Linked DNA regions of Callithrix jacchus: region 2 is linked to region 1. The links are chromatin contacts, called in public Hi-C maps. All regions are on one chromosome and are shown on one strand. Each heading gives the region's core, a stretch centred on a gene start, on an enhancer-like site or on the middle of the called end of the contact. The rest is flanking DNA. Distances are from core to core; before and after follow the strand shown.

What was found. Hi-C and Micro-C count contacts between places; a contact is called where the count stands out from the background.
Region 2: a contact with region 1 is called in a Hi-C map of skeletal muscle, with 3 times the contacts expected there. The contact joins the promoter of E2F3 here to the promoter of CDKAL1 in region 1. A contact is called at or near these places in 3 of 3 Hi-C or Micro-C datasets (induced pluripotent stem cells and skeletal muscle).

Annotation. Positions count from the first base shown.
Region 1 is chr4:10,251,125-10,255,866 of calJac240_pri, reverse strand. It overlaps CDKAL1 (CDKAL1 threonylcarbamoyladenosine tRNA methylthiotransferase), which reads left to right and starts at 2,556. Exons shown (of 18, transcript XM_078368221.1): 1 at 2,556-2,672; 2 at 2,959-3,050; 3 at 3,442-3,485. It overlaps LOC118153195 (U4 spliceosomal RNA), which reads right to left and starts at 1,469; the gene lies at 1,329-1,469.
Region 2 is chr4:10,390,657-10,395,398 of calJac240_pri, reverse strand. E2F3 (E2F transcription factor 3) reads left to right here and starts at 2,531. Exons shown (of 7, transcript XM_035294797.3): 1 at 2,531-3,228. The coding sequence starts at 2,857. LOC144582297 reads right to left here and starts at 3,315. Exons shown (of 3, transcript XM_078370543.1): 1 at 3,078-3,315; 2 at 2,893-3,024; 3 at 2,106-2,787. The coding sequence starts at 3,315. The coding sequence ends at 2,252.

The DNA.
Region 1 (4,742 bases), core at 1,307-3,806:
TAGAGATGGGGTTTCACCATGTTGGTCAGGGTGGTCTCAAACTCCTGACCTCAGATGATCCATCTGCCTTGGCCTCCCAAAGTGTTGGGATTATGTGCGTGAGCCACCGCTCTGGGCATCACCTGGTTGTTTTTCAAAAGCTGTACAGTTACTATAAATATATTTAACCAGTCCTCTATTGAAAAGCTGGAGAGGGTTTCCAGCCTTTTGCTATTCTAAGGAATGCTTCAAAAAAGACTCTGGAACATAGGTCATTATGTGTATTTCTGTAAGATAAATTCCTAGAGGTAGGGTCAGTGACTTCAAATGATTTAGACTAAAGGTGCTTCGAGAGGTTTCACCCATTTGTTTAGTTGCTGTAGCCAAACCTTGGAAACATCCTTTCTTCCTCTCTTCTCATACTTATCAATCACCAAGTCCTGCTGATGTTACCTCCTCAATTCTGTTTGAATCTGTCCTTCCTTCCCATTCATTCCTCACAGCCAGCAACTCAATTTAGGCTTTTACTATTTCTTCATGTCTGAAATATGGCCCTCGAAACCATTGTCCTGAGGGAAGAATCTGCTTGGATACATTCACGCTGCCTACTGCATACATCCAGGGTTCAGGCTAACGTCTTTGAGCATACGAGGCTCACCTTGATCCAGTCCCTGTGCTTCCGCTTCTCTGGCAGACTTCTTCCATGACCAGCTTCGCTCTCTCTGCTTTTACACTGTGGAATAATTCATCATTTCAGGCCTCCTTGCATTTGCTCCAGCTGACTCTCCGGCCTGGAATGCCTTCATCCATTTCTCTTACTTCACTTTTGCGTTCCTGTGCATTCATCTTTCGTGGTGATTGCTATTCTCTACTGAAATGAATTTCCTCAAACTAGCCTGCAATTGCAATTGGGAGTACTTTTTTGTCTTTCTTTTTAGCTCTAGCATCTATTACAGTGCTTGTGGTCCTGGGGTGCATACTCAGTAAAATTTCCTTTACTGAACTCAACTAGATCTTGGGGGAAAAGGGATGGAGTCTTTCATTCTTCATCCAACATATGTTTATTGAGAAGCTATAAACATAGGCACAAGGTTATGTGCTAGGCAGTGCAATTACAACCAAGAAGATAACCCAGGGCCTACTTTTGGTCTAGTGAAAGAGATGGAATTAGATGGGTGTGGTGGTGCATACCTGTAGTGCCAGCTACTTGGGAGGCTAAGGGGCATGAGAACTGCTTGAGCCCAGAAGGCAGAGGTTGCAGTGAACTGCGATCATGCCACTGAACTCCAGCCTGGGTAACAGAAGACCATATCTCTTTTTTTCTTTTCCTTTTTCTTTTTATAATTCAGTCTCCATAGAGACTGTCAAAAATTACCAATGCCGACTATATTTCAAGTCGTCATGGAAGGGTATTGGGAAAAGTTTTCATTTGGCAATAATCGCACCTCCGATAAACCTCATGGGCTACGATACTGCCACTGAGCAAAACTAGAAGACCATATTAAAAAAAAAAAAAAGGCAGGGCAACATAAATACACAATTTTAATTCAGATGGGTAAAGGCAGCAGTGGGTCCCAGGGCACAGTTTAGATTATTTTATGGATACAGATACACAGAGAAAAGGGTGGCTTTTGTTTTATTTATTTATTTATTTATTTATTTATTTTTTAGAGACAGGGTCTCATTATGTTCCCCAGGCTGTTTTCAAACCTCTGAGCTCAAGCGAGCCTCCCATATCAGCCTCTTGAGTGGATGGGAGGCATTTTAATTAGATGAAACTGTACTAGGAAAGGCATCTGCAAAACAAGGTAATTGCCCCAAATCACTGTGAAACCCAAGTCAGGCGTGAAACTCATGACTTCTGCCCCTTGTCCATGGCCTATTGCCTCCTATTCCCTTTACTCTTTAAAGGAAAGACATTCTTCTGGTAAACACGTGGTCAAATATAGTGTCTAGGGCAATGAATAATCAAGGAGATAACATATGTAAAGCAAGCGGGTGGCGATCAGTATACTCCATCCAAGTTTTTTCCTCAATAGGTGCCCGCTGAACTGCCATCTAAGCTTTCCAAAACAAAAAAACCTGGGTGGTGCTAAAAGATGTAGAGTCAGCGAAATCTACCCCAGCTGACCTTTACCCCTCCTGTTTTTTAATATTAAAGAAGAGACCCCCTTTTCCCAAATGATTGAGGAGGCTAGTACAATGCAGTGAGAAGAGCAAGTTCTTTGGGAATCAAGACAGCGTCGGATCCAGCCCAGCAGACAGCACGACTAGCAAAGCAACTTAGGGCCAGTCCTTTAACTTCCAGTGTCCTCTTTTGTAAACTGGGAATAGTAATAATAAATAGTGAAATCATGTTTATGCAAAGTACTTAACCCAGTGTCTGACAGGTAAGAGCTCAGGAAAAATTGGCTATTAACCGTTTCTAGGAACCCGAGGACTTGGGGTTGTTACTTTAGTTTTTGGAATCAAAGGCACTTCAGGCGTACACATTGCTAAACGCAGTGAAACCAGAACTAGCACTGTCAGCAATGACGTAATTTGACCGCTTCGGGCCACCGTCGCCGAGCATGCGTAAATACACGTGGCGGGCCGCATGTGTCATGGCGCCCTCCATCTAAAGTCCGGGTAGCTTCCGGAGAGTGGCGGCTTGATCTCTCACTTTGGACTGGTTTTTACTCACCGGCTTCTGGGTAAGAGTGGCGGATGGGTCCTTGCGGGGCAGAGTGTGGCCAGAGCTCCTTTTATGGCCAAGCCTTGTTTTCTCCAGTTTCAGTCTTTCTCGGGCTGTTTGTTCATTTGTTTCGTAGTTAAAAGGGAATTTGCCAGCTGGGATGGGGGCATTGGGAGGCAGATGGGGCTTCCAGGAGCGAGTTGGGTCTTCGGCCTCAGGTGCTGCTCGCCTGTTAGGTGTATTTTAGGCATCTCGTTTTTTATTTTCAGATTTAACTTCATTTGTTCTCCCACTTTATACCTTAGTGAATTTCTAGATGTTACAAGGCTCTCGCAGTTACATAGCTTTCCCCGAGCAGTATCTTAAGAATTTAAGCAGAAGTCATTGAGAAAAACAGGTGTGTTGCTTTTTCACTTTCCGTTCTTCTTTACTCATAAAACCTTTTTCTGAATCTCGGGACACTTAACTTTCGGATGGAATGTGATCTGGATGTCTACTTACCTTATTGACTTATTCCTGTTCTGTAGTAGTTGGTTACTCGCGCTATGCAGACGTGTTGTAGTGCTGGATATAGTATTTATTACTAAGTCCAGGCAGTGGTTCACAGTCATGGCAGATGTCAGCACACCTGTTGTAATCAGTAAGAATTAGCAGTAGTATGGAGCATCGTAGATCTTGCTGTATAAAGCAGTCTTTTATGGAGTCTGATTCCTTTTAAGTAGAGTCCTTATAGTGGTTTTGCGAACTTCTTGGGTGCTTGCTTTTCTTAATCAACTTTTATTTTCCAGACTCATCTTTCAAGAGGACTTTAGACTAATTGCAGATAATTAAGGTACTAATTTATCTTAAAACCTTTTATGTTTTAGTGGTGTGCATATTTCTGCATGTTAGAAAATGCAGAGAGGTAGCCTAATTTCTTAGCTATTTGCCACTGTCAAGTTACGGAAACACTGTGCTTTACATACCACTAAATCAAAGAGATATTTTCATTTATTTTACTTAGTCTTTCATTTTCCTTCAGTGGCACTGGTCATGTCCATTTGTTTGACATGCTCTCTTTCTTTGCCTTCCATGGCCCATGGATTTTTTTTCTTCTCTGGTGGCTGCTTCTTGGAATCCATTATAAGCTATTTTCCTCTATCTGTCAGTTAAATTTGGAGTTGCTCAAGTCTTGGTCCTGTACTTTCTACTACCTCTGTTCTCTTTTTCTTTCCCTCTGGGTGATGTAATCCACATGCCTGTCAACAGTTATTTATTTTCTTGATTCTAGCCATCCTAATGGGTATGAAATGATATATTTTTGTAGTTTTGATTTCAGTTTCCCTGATGGCTGCTGATGTTGACATCTTTTCATGTGCTTATCAATCTTTTATGTATGTGTATGTTTTGAGACAGGGTTTCCCTGTGTCACCCAGGATGGATTGCAGTGGCTTGATCATGGCTCACTTCAGCCTTGACAACCTGGTCTCAAGTGATCCCTCTTCAGGCACCCAAGTAGCTGGGACTACAGGTGCATGCCACCATGCCTGGCTAATTTTTCCTTTTTTTTTTTTTGGTACAGATAGGGTCTCACTGTGTTGTTCAGGCTCTGGCTTTGATCTCCTGGCCTCAAGTGATCCTCCCTCCTTGACTTCCCAGTGTTGGGATTATAGGCATGAGCCACTGTACCTGGCCCATTTCTCTATCTTCTTCATCTAATTTGTTTTTTCTTTTGTTACTTGTGCTTTTTGTTTCTTAGCTAAGAAAGGAGGGCCTACTGTAACATCATAAAGATTTGTACTTATGTTTTTTTCTTAGAGTTTCATAAGGTTAGCTCCTAAATTTAGTTCTATGATCCATTTTGAGTTAATTTTTGCATATGATGTGAAATAGGGCTCCAGTTTTATTTTTTGCATGTTGCTATCCAGTTGTCCCAGCATCATTTGTTGAAAAAAAAAACAAACCTATTCTTTCCCTGTTGAATTGTCTTGGCATTCTTGTTGAAAATCAGTTGACTAGGTTATGTATATTTGACATGCATTTTAGATGGTTTTTATGAAAGAATAATTCTGGGACAGTGATTATCAAACTTTAATGCAGATCAAGATGA
Region 2 (4,742 bases), core at 1,282-3,781, 140 kb before region 1:
TGATCTCGGCTCACCGCAACCTCTGCCTCCTGGGTTCAGGCAATTCTCCTGCCTCAGCCTCCTGAGATTTTAGCATCTTATCTTCCACTACCTTCTCTTTGAAACCTTCTCTCCACCTGCTCATCCTAGAGTTCACTAGACATAAAATGTCAAAACATCTACTTCTCTACCAAATACCCTACATTAAAAAAACTTGGGTAAGGCAGAATGATAAATATCCCAAACCAGAATTGCAGGTGTGGGGTTCGAGTGCGAACACTTGCTTTCTTGTGGCTGTGTCGTATTTATCTTACTACAATCACTTGTGCGGAGCTCAAGCCGGGATTCTACGCACAGCCTGGGTCCCAGGCTGTCTCTAATCATAAGGCGCAGGTCTATAATTACTGTGTATGTTGCACCACTCCTCCCTCACAACCCCCACTACTGCCACCAAATGCATGCTGCCAGTGATGTTCTGCAGATGGTAATATCCAAGTAGTGACAGTCCTAGTCTCCTCCACAGGTATACCCATAGAGGAAAGCAACAGTGATGGAACAGGAGCAGGGAAGCTGCTGGTATGTTACACCTCTAGCTCATGCACTTTGAGTACCACTTAATCTGCCCTAAAGATAGTGTCACTTCTGGCTGGGCGCGGTGGCTCACGCCTGTAATCCCAGCACTTTGGGTGGCCAAGCGGGCGGATCACCTAGGGTGAGGAGTTCCAGACCAGCCTGGCCGACATGATGAAACCCGGTCTCTACTAAAAATACAAAAATTAGCCAGGTGTGGTGGCGCACGCCTGTAGTCCCAGCTACTCGGGAAGCCCAGGCAGAATTGCTTGAACCTGGGAGGCGGAGATTGCAGTGACCTGAGATCGCGCCACTGCACTCCAGCCTGGGCAACAAGAGTGAGACTGTCTCAAAAAAAAAAAAAAAAAAAAAAAAATTGTGTCACTTCTACCAGTGTCAACAAATGTTAAGGGCTATGGATCTTCAACTAGCTTGAATGTAAGACTAAAATATTCCTGAGCCTGGTGCAAGGTTTAATAGGACTTTTAACTCATCTGCTTCAGAAAAGGTAACAAGACTAAAATATTAAGGAGTCCAAGTCTGAGATGACACATCTTATCAGGTCTTTCGTAGCATTCTGAGTGTGAGTTTTGGGAAATTAATAATGATGATAACGAAAATCTTGTGAAAGGGCTCAAGGTGTTGCAATCCTCATCACCTATGAGCAGCAGCAATTCAGGAGCTGTTTTGCACGTAACTATAAATTATGAGCTACCCTCTACATATATACCTTTCCCCACTTTCCTGCAGGGGTCTCTTTTCCTGATCAGTCTTAGGAGCAATCTTTAAGACCCATGAATATTTCACCAATTCAGGAGTCAGCTTGACAATCATTTCACATTTTTCTATGACAATTTCTAGTTTACTAAACAAACAAAAACCACTATTTAAAAAATGTTTTGGGATAGGTTTGAGTCGTGTGTTTGCTTCCAGTCAGAGAACTTCCTACAGAACTGAAGATATAAAGTGCCGATGCCCGGGCGTGCCAGCGTTCGTTGGGGGCACGACGTCATCTGGGAAGCGTGTTCTTTTTCGGATTACTGCTTGGAGGATTAGAAACCGGCAGATCAGTTCTAGGTTAGCCCTGATTAACTGCCCTGGGTGTTTCTGGGCCAGAGGGAATGTATGCTGGATTCAAACCAATACTCGTTGTAAGATAAAAGAGTTAATTTTTTACTTTACCCCTATCCAGGCCAATAATGAAGGTATTGGGAATGATCTGGAATTTTAACTGGTGCCCGCAACCGCGTCTGCTGAACCTTCTGCCCCCACGATTCTGTCTGCCCACATGCTTCTGTCTATCAGCCCCGGCCTCGGGATCAGCTCTCGCCTTGTCATTGGTTGGATTTCAGGAAGGGAGAAGCCCACGATTTAAAGGGCTCCTTTTCCACCTGCCAGGCATCGTCCTCATGGTCCAACTTGCTTTTGGCATATATTTGGAAGAATCTCCTGCTGTTGTTCGTATATTGCACTGACTGGTCAAAGGAAAAAGAGTGTCCCCTTAGTCACCCTGACAATTCCCAAAAGCGAAACTTGCGCTCTAGACTAGATCTACACTGAGTCTGCAGGGCGCTGAGTCCCTGCCCAGGTCAGTAGCTCCGGCCCGGCGGGCGGGCAGGGACAAGGGCGGAGCCTAGGCCAGGCGTGGTCTTCCGTGGGAGAGAAGCAAAGTCTTTGCCCCACCCCCTAAAAACTGCTCTTCTCACAGCCAATCAAGGAGACCTATGCAAATAGGGTCCCTGTCACCCCGGTAACCATAATGCCCGGCAGCCAATGGAAACCAGCAAGTCGCGGCCCTGCTCCACGATTGGGAGTGAATTAAAAAGATAGAGGCCCAATGGGCTGTGGGAACGGTCCTCGGCGGGTTGAGGGGCGGGGATATGCAAATATGGTTTGAAAAGCCGGCGGGAAATCTGAGTTTCGCGGGAGGACCTTGGCGCGTAAACCGTATCCCTTCATTCATTGTCAGCAGCAGCTTCCTGGAGCCATTTTTCAGCTGCCGGCCGCAGCACCCGGGCTGCCGCCGCCGCCTCGCAATCCGTTGCATCGGCCGCCGCCGACGCCTCCATCCCCGATTGGGGCCCGATATCCGTGCGACCGGGACCCTCCTCTCTCCAGAGCCCCGATCATTTTTGGCCCCCGGGGCCTGTGCGGTGCGGAAAAATAAAAAGAAAAGAGAGAGAGGGGGCTCGGAAGCGCCGGGCGGGGAGGAGAGAAGGAGAGACTTGGAAACTCCGACTGCAAATAATAAAGAAATTGAAAAAATACATTAATATATCGTAACACTAAAAAGAGCAGGAGCGAGAGATGAGAAAGGGGATCCAGCCCGCTCTGGAGCCGTACCTGGTGACCGCCGGGGGTGGGGAGGGGGCGGCTGTCGTCGCCGCCGCCGCTGCAGCCTCCATGGACAAAAGGGCACTGCTAGCCAGCCCCGGCTTCGCCGCCGCCGCCGCCCCGGGCGCGTACATCCAGATCCTCACCACGAACACTTCCACCACCTCCTGTTCCTCCTCCCTCCACAGCGGCGCCGTCGCCGCCGGCCCCCTCCTCCCCAGTGCCCCCGGCGCGGAGCAGACCGCCGGCAGCCTCCTCTACACCACGCCGCACGGACCCTCCAGCAGAGCCGGGCTGCTGCAGCAGCCACCAGCGCTGGGACGAGGCGGCGGCGGCGGCCCTCCGGTAATACCCTTCCACCCCACCGTCCCCAGCCCAGGCGGGAGGTGGGCTTGCACCGCACGGGTCGTGGGCGCGCTGCAGGGCGAGCATCGTGGGCCTCGGGGGCTGCCCCTCCGGCGAGGGTTCATTGTTGACCTGAGTGCTCTCCCCCGCGCCAGGAGGGCCGGGGGGCTCGGCCAGGCGCGCGGGGCGGCGGGGGTTGCCTGGGCGCGAACCACCTCCAACACTCCAAAACTTTTCTCGGCCCCCCCACTTCTTTTCCTGCACTTTTCCCTACCCCCACTGTCCCTTCCCCTCCAACTCGAAGCTTCCTCTTTCTCGGGCGTAGGAAGGGGTCACGCCCCGGATGGAGAAGGGGGTGGGGGAGGGAGTAGTGAACCGGGGTGCTGGGGGCTCCAAGGGGTGGAAACCGGGGGACCCTTGGGGTGCATGCCCTCAACCGGCCTCGGAGGTCCGTTGGTCGCCGGGGGTCCCTGCGGCGTGCTCCGAGCGCAAGGGATTGGCGGGGCTGCGCTTGACACATTTTAGGATCTGTAACTCCCGGCAACAAAGGGGCTGGGGGAGGTGGAGGGGAGTCGGGCGTGGGGGAGGTGGGGCTGGAAGCCGGGTGCGGACTGGGGCGTGGGCTCTCTGGGGTGAGGGGCTCGCAGGCTGGCGCTCCGGCCTGGGCGCATCCTGGCGGTGGCAGCGGCGGCGCCCGCGTGGCCCGAGCGCCCAGGCCTTCCTCGCCGGGCCCCGGGCCTGCCCTTGACCCGCCTCTCCACTTGCCCCTTCCTTCCCCGCCCTGTCCCCCTCTCCGCCCCCCGGCGACGGAGGGCGGGGGCAGCCGGGTTCCCGTCCCGCCGCCTGGGTCTGTCCCTCTCTCCCGGACCCGCCGGTGACGTTTCGCACACGTGCGCGGAGGACGCGCCTGTGACTGGGGAGGAGGCGGCGGCGGGAGGGGGCGCTGGAGGGGGAGAGGGGGGCACCCACTTCCTCCTGCTCGCCGGCTCCCTGGCCTGGGACGGTCCCAGCGCCCTCGCACCCGTCCCCGGCACCGCCACCCTCCCTCTCCTCTCCCCACCCCCCCACCGGCGCCCGCCCTCGCCCGGCGCCGCCGGTCTCTTCGGCCCTCCGGGCCCCCTCTCCAGCCGGTCCCCCACCTCCCCCTGGAGCTAGGCTGGTTTCGGAAATGCCCTTACAGCAGCAGGTTAGTGACCGGGACGGCTCGGGGGCCGCCGACGCCGCGGGGGCACCGAATTCTGTTGGGGGCTGGAGCGGTGAGGGTAGGCGGTTGAGCGGGGTTTTGGAGTGGGAACGGGGGGTTGGGTGCTCGAGGGAAATGAGTAAGCAAGAAAAATCTAACTAAGTAAATGCCCCGGCCTCCTGTTCTAGGAACCTCGGAGCGGGAGTGCCTGCCCCAGGGGGTGGCTGTGGTGTTTACGTGGATTTTTTTTCTAGGGGACGAATGGATGGGCGATAGAAAACCGGAGGGGGCTTGTCGCCAATGGCCGAGTTGAGCTCTGTTTTCTGTGTTC